Linked DNA regions of Hordeum vulgare: region 1 is linked to region 2. Evidence: chromatin contacts called from public Hi-C data. All regions are on one chromosome and are shown on one strand. The core of a region is the stretch at or near the end of the contact, and the rest is flanking DNA. Distances in the headings are between cores, read along the strand shown.

Region 1 (2,862 bases), core at 53-2,552, 700 kb before region 2:
TGGTCTTCTCTTAGATACTACTCCCTCCATTCCTAAATACTCCCTCCGTTCCTAAATATAAGACCTTTTAAAGATTGTACTATAAACTACATACGGATGTACATAGACATATTTTAGAGTATAGATTCACTCATTTTGCTTCGTATGTAGTCACCTAGTGAAATCTCTTAAAAGACTTATACTCACTCCGTTCCAAAATATAAGACCTTTTAGGTATTTCACTAGGAGACTACATACGGAGCAAAATGAGTGAATCTACACTCTAGAATATGTCTATACATCCGTATGTAATCTTTTAGAGAATTTGTAGAAAGACTTATATTTAGGAACGGAGGGATTAGTACATTCTAAACTACAGCTACTCATTTACGCCCCATGGCTCTCTGAGAAAACAGCGACGCCATATACTATACCAAATATTATTATAATTCTCGAATCTTAGCCGCAAATTCCTCTTCAGATAAGCTTCAGAATGACATTTCAAGTCGACAAATATTTACACAGAGCCTTTTCATTCAGGTTTGACCATGGAAGACACAGATGCTGTGCAACTAGTCATCCACACATTCAGAAGCCAAAAAAATGCTAATCCTCCCTACTCAAACTGCGGACGGGAGGGGGTTAGATTGCTGGACAGCCCGTGCCCGTATAGCATTACATAGTTGCGCACTTGCACTGTTATTTACGATGGTTTTGGAATTCCAGAACCCGGATACTTCATACAGACCTAAATGATCGCACCTGAGGTACCTGAACCCTGAAGCCTTCCCACTCCAACAGTTGCTGGCAACATGCAACTGATTACAAGTGCAGGATATGTTTGCAGGGTTCTCACAGAAATAATAGCCTCGAATCGAATTAATCGAACTGGCTAGCCTGATCCTGATCCTGACGGCGACGGGTCCCGAATCCCCACACACTATTCGCCACTGACTGACGGCACTGAAAATCCAAACTAAACACCGGCAGCGGGCAACCTAGTCGGTGGCAGGCGAACATGTACCGTGCCCATCGCCGATTCAATCCAGGTCGACGGAGAGGAGGCGGGGGTAAATCTGGGGAGGCACGTACCGCCGATGAGGCCGACCCCGACGCCGACGCCGCAGCCGGCGCCGATGCCGAAGGAGGGCCCCAGCTTGCCGAGCGCGTCCGACCTCACCATCGGAAGGCCCCACCTGGAAGAGCCCCTCCTGCCGCCGCCGTACGCCATCTCTCTCTCTCGCTCGCTCGCCCGCCCCGTGCGCGCTCCGAAGGTTCGCGGGAGTTCGATATCTTTTCTCTCTCAGCGACTGGGGTGAGGAGAGGACGAGGGAGGGGGGGAGGGGGGGAACGGTGACGAGAGTGACGGCTGAACGGGTCCGTCTGGCCGCGCCCCGCCGCACGATCAGCCTCGTGATCCGTGCACGCGCTGGGTTTACGCAACCGCACCAAGGTTTTCGCTTGTCGTTAGGACTACAGAGGCCGCTTCAGTGAAACACCCACCTTTCTTTCTCTTCGAAACTGCCCAGCTGACTTCAGACCCTGTGTGTGTGTGGTCTGAACCATTTTTCAGCACCATTGACCTGAAGATTCATGATTCCATAAACGTTCATATGATGGTGATCATGGAAAGTACTCCGCTTCATTTCACAATTCTAATTCTTGTCGTGGTTTTAGTTCAAATTTGAAGCGATGATATCGTAGCGTCCCATAACGAACGACTTGAACAAAAGGTAGAAATTGCAGGATGTTTTCAGCTTGAAAGCTGAAACCTGTACAGGTGCTTATTACGGAGTATAACTGTGAGGAGGGTGTCATGGTGTTTACACCTTTGCTGACAACAGCTAACTATAAGCTAGCTGCCCGGTTGGGAGCACCAGAAAGAAACAATGAGAAACATTTTGCTTATAGCAGGATGGTTGCTCGATCAAAAGGCAACTCCTGTTTACATCAACAATTACAACAAATGACGCGACGGCCGGATCTCTGCTCGTCGGACCTCACCGCAAACTTGAAATAGATCACAGGAAAATTGGTTAAATTGACTGGGTGTGAGTGGTGGACATTTTACAGAATATACGGTGTCTGTAAGGTTAATCACAAGCTAACGATTCTTGACAGCATGTACGCGTCTTCAAGCTCCCCGGCCAAAGCCTCGTTGGTTTCCTGCAAGTTAGAGGAAACAAGTTAGAGCAGAGATTAGAGGAGGCTGCGCAAGTTAACAGCTATTTTCTCCATTTCAATTTTAAAGGAAAGCCTATTGTGCTTTATGTGTATATTTGGTCTAATGACCCCCAGTGCAACCTTTTGTGTTTCAGAAATCAAGAGTACCATACCGGTGAGTTTGGTAAGTTATTTCTTATTATGTACTGTGCCAGTGCGCCGTCCCCCCGAAGAATTTTAGCCCCGCACCCGGGCCTGTCAACGGAACCAATGGCCTCCTCATCCACCACAACAGCATCTACTCGCTCGTTTCCGGCTTTCTCATCAGGGATCTGTTTACAAAGAATGTTAGAACGTATGCCTCGATTTTGCAGCGTTCATTACAGAAAACTGCAAGCAACTACCTCATACATGGCCTCCAGTAGAATGGTCTCTAAGATGACTCTTAGACCACGTGCACCAGTGTTTTTGACTATGGCCTTCTTTGCTACTATTCTCAGTGCACCATCAGTGAAGTGTAGCTTAACCTGGAGAATCGGGGAAAAAGGAATGCTAGAAATTGGCGCACAGAAGCAAGTCTATAATCACTTGAAGTTGTAGTAGACTCACATTGTTCAGGCTAAACATTTTCCTGTATTGTCTCGAAAGTGAATTTTTTGGTTCTGTAAGAACCTGAATGCAGATCAAATAACTTCAGTTAGCTTCAGCAGGCTAGCCATA
Region 2 (2,991 bases), core at 339-2,838:
CCTCCGGTGGGCTAAATAGTCACGCTTTGATTTGACAGCCCTAAAAGATGTCCTACCCAACCTATGAAGCTTCATGGCCAACACTGTTCCATCCTCCGTGGCAACCTCAAATATATCTATAAGAAAAATGAAACATTCCACATAAAGCACTTAATATTTGGTAGGTACAATCTAGGGTTCCATATGGCATTGCCATGGATTGTAACAATCCAGTTTGGTTGGGCTGTGTTTACATGATTGGGTGTATAGAACTTTAGATAGCTGTTTTTTTTCTTAATCAAGTTGCAAATTGATGTCATCACAGATCGTATATAACAGAACATGCAAGAACAAGCAGTGACTCACATGTTTCACAATATCTGTCTTGTGCAACTTTAAAATGAGCAGGATAACAACCATAAACTGGGGATAAAATTATAAAATGAGCAGGACATCCGTCATCCATGTACCTGACTCTTTTCCAACACCGATTTGGCGACCAACCGAAGCAAAGACTCCACGATTAACCAAAGTTTTTATGGCGAGGAAGTCATACCCAAGATATGTGAGCCGAAACCCATCATCTATAACCAAAAAAAAAAAAAAGCAGCTATGATAATCCAGATATCCATCTAGCATAAAACGAAGAAGGTTTCGACATCAATGACTCACACTTTTTACAATCATGGTGCACCAGTTTGTTCTTCAACAAATTCCGCAGCACTTTATATGTGCCTCCATGCCTAAATACAGAAAGAATTGTAATACACTTGAAACTGGTTTCCAAATATTACAGAGCCCTAGCACACAGAGAACCCAAGTTGTTTTAAGCCGTGGTCTCGGACCTCGGCTTTTTCAGCACATAGTGGACATTACATACTGCAGCCAAAAGTTCTAACAGTGAATTCCAACTTCGTTTTAACCAATATATACACAACTATTGATATTGTGCATCAAAGCTTACAAAAAGGTGCAAAGCTTAACCGAAACACTATGTGAAGTTCAGACCGAACGATTAACCTTAAATGACAGCCCACGAGCCATCATATCAACTCGTCTAAGAACGCTAATCACCATCACCACACTTGCAGCTAAATACACCTAGCAGAGGCCTATATTTCCCAGACCACATACAGAAAAATTCACGAAAGAGCACGCGGCACAACTCACTTCAATCCGGCGATGCGGTCGACGAGCTCCGCGGGCACGATCTCGTGCTGCGAATCCAAAACCAAAACGCAAAGCGTCAGGGCGAACAGTCTCACATGGCGCCGGGTCAAGGCTGGCCGAGGAGTAGGGCTTAAGGGCTTACGTTGCGCATGCCCATCTCGCAGGCGGTGAGGACGCGGAAGTCGTCCTTGGAGAGGTAGCGGAGGGCGTTCACGTCGAGCTTCATGGTCTCCTCCTCGCAGCTGCTGACGGTAGGCGGCAGGCGGGCGGGATGGCTGGCTGGCTGGCGGCGCTAGGGCTAGATGGAGGGGATGAGGTGGTCGAGGAGGAGGCGTTGGCTTGGACTGGCGGCGGAGGAGGGCGAAAGCGGTGGTGGACGGCGAGGTGTCGATTGGGAGGGCGGCGGGCAGCGACTCGGGTGGTGGGTGGGCTCAGCGGCGTCCTGCCGGCTAGGGTTGGTGTGAGGCGAGACACCACGGGTGTAGTGGGCCGGCCCACTCTGCCGATTCGCGGGGCGCTCCTTCAGCCGTTTTCGTTCTTCGGCTTTCCTGTTTTAAACCGATATATATAAACAAGCTGTCAAAAAAAACTGTCGCATCTTTTTTACATAGTTTTTTTAATACTCCCTCCGCTCCTAAATATAAGTCTTTTAAAAAATTCATTAAATGAGTACATACGAAGCAAAATGGATGAATCTACACTCTAAAGTTATGTCTATACTCTAAAGTTATGTCTATATATATCCGTATGTAGTCTCCTAGTGAAACATCTAAAAAGACTTATATTTAGGAACGGGAGAGTACACATTACAAACACAAACGCACATATATACGTGCATACACTTGCCTTTATAAATGCACACATGCATACCTTACCTTATGAGCACCTTCGAAAGACTGAGCCGACATATCATCTTGAGATTTTGCAAAATCAACATAGGCGTCTCGTCGTTCACGAAAACGTCTCCTTCAACTGAAAAAGTATCGTTGAAATTTCTCAAATAAATTCATAAATAATGCAAATACTAGGACTTGAACCCTAATGGGATGGGGATACCACGTTCCTCTAACCATGCAACCACAAATTATTTTGCATCTTTTTTACATATTTAAAATAAATTGTAAGATATAAAATTGTAAAAAATATAACACGCTGGTTTACAAAATAGATATTTCTGCATTTTTTTAGGAATATTCACTGCATATTAAAAGGGAAAAGATTAACTTCTACCGGCTGATCGCGCGCGGCCGTCCGCCAGTTCCGTGGCCGTTTGATTGTGTGTTGATCAGACGGTGACAGCGTCCTCGCGTCTGCCGTAGTCGTTTACATTTTTCTACAACTCACCTGTTGTTTCAGGACAAACATTCCTAATACTGGATAATAGTAGGGGTGTTTCGGGGCTCGTCTGGCTAGGAAGACGGATTTGGGTTTTTTTCTGCAACATTTTCATTGTTGCAAGAATTTTTTTTGCAACATCAGTTATGTTGCAGAACATTTTTCGTAAAACCAACGTAAAGTTAAAAAAATCTGCAACATTAGCTTTGTTGCAGAAAAATTTCTGTAATAATGTCTATGTTGCAAAAGTTTCACAACACGGTCCCCGTTGCAAACATCCGAACGCGACATTATGCTTGTTGTAAAAACTGTCAGCTCAATCTATCGATCACCCCGTATTAAATCTTTGTGACAGAAAAAAGTCTATAGCCATCTGCAGCTCTGTCGGGGCCGAAACAAAGCGGTTGTTTCCGCAACTTGTTTGTTGTTTCGGGAATTAATGTATCGAAGAAGGCGACCGAACTGTGTGCCGGGAGTTAGAATAGATGGTTGTTGGCGACTGCGCAG

The links. Hi-C and Micro-C count contacts between places; a contact is called where the count stands out from the background.
Region 1: a contact with region 2 is called in a Hi-C map of leaf, with 3 times the contacts expected there. The contact joins the promoter of LOC123445103 here to the promoter of LOC123445094 in region 2. A contact is called at or near these places in 2 of 6 Hi-C or Micro-C datasets (leaf and seedling).

The regions. Positions count from the first base shown.
Region 1 is chr3H:562,969,109-562,971,970 of MorexV3_pseudomolecules_assembly, reverse strand. It overlaps LOC123445103 (protein TRIGALACTOSYLDIACYLGLYCEROL 5, chloroplastic-like), which reads right to left and starts at 1,302. Exons shown (of 4, transcript XM_045122035.1): 1 at 1,072-1,302. The coding sequence starts at 1,210. It overlaps LOC123445102 (CLP protease regulatory subunit CLPX1, mitochondrial-like), which reads right to left. Exons shown (of 15, transcript XM_045122034.1): 12 at 2,752-2,814; 13 at 2,547-2,669; 14 at 2,316-2,474; 15 at 1,863-2,145. The coding sequence ends at 2,077.
Region 2 is chr3H:562,268,010-562,271,000 of MorexV3_pseudomolecules_assembly, reverse strand. It overlaps LOC123445094 (serine/threonine-protein kinase rio2), which reads right to left and starts at 1,588. Exons shown (of 13, transcript XM_045122024.1): 1 at 1,292-1,588; 2 at 1,150-1,196; 3 at 652-722; 4 at 450-563; 5 at 1-116. The coding sequence starts at 1,375.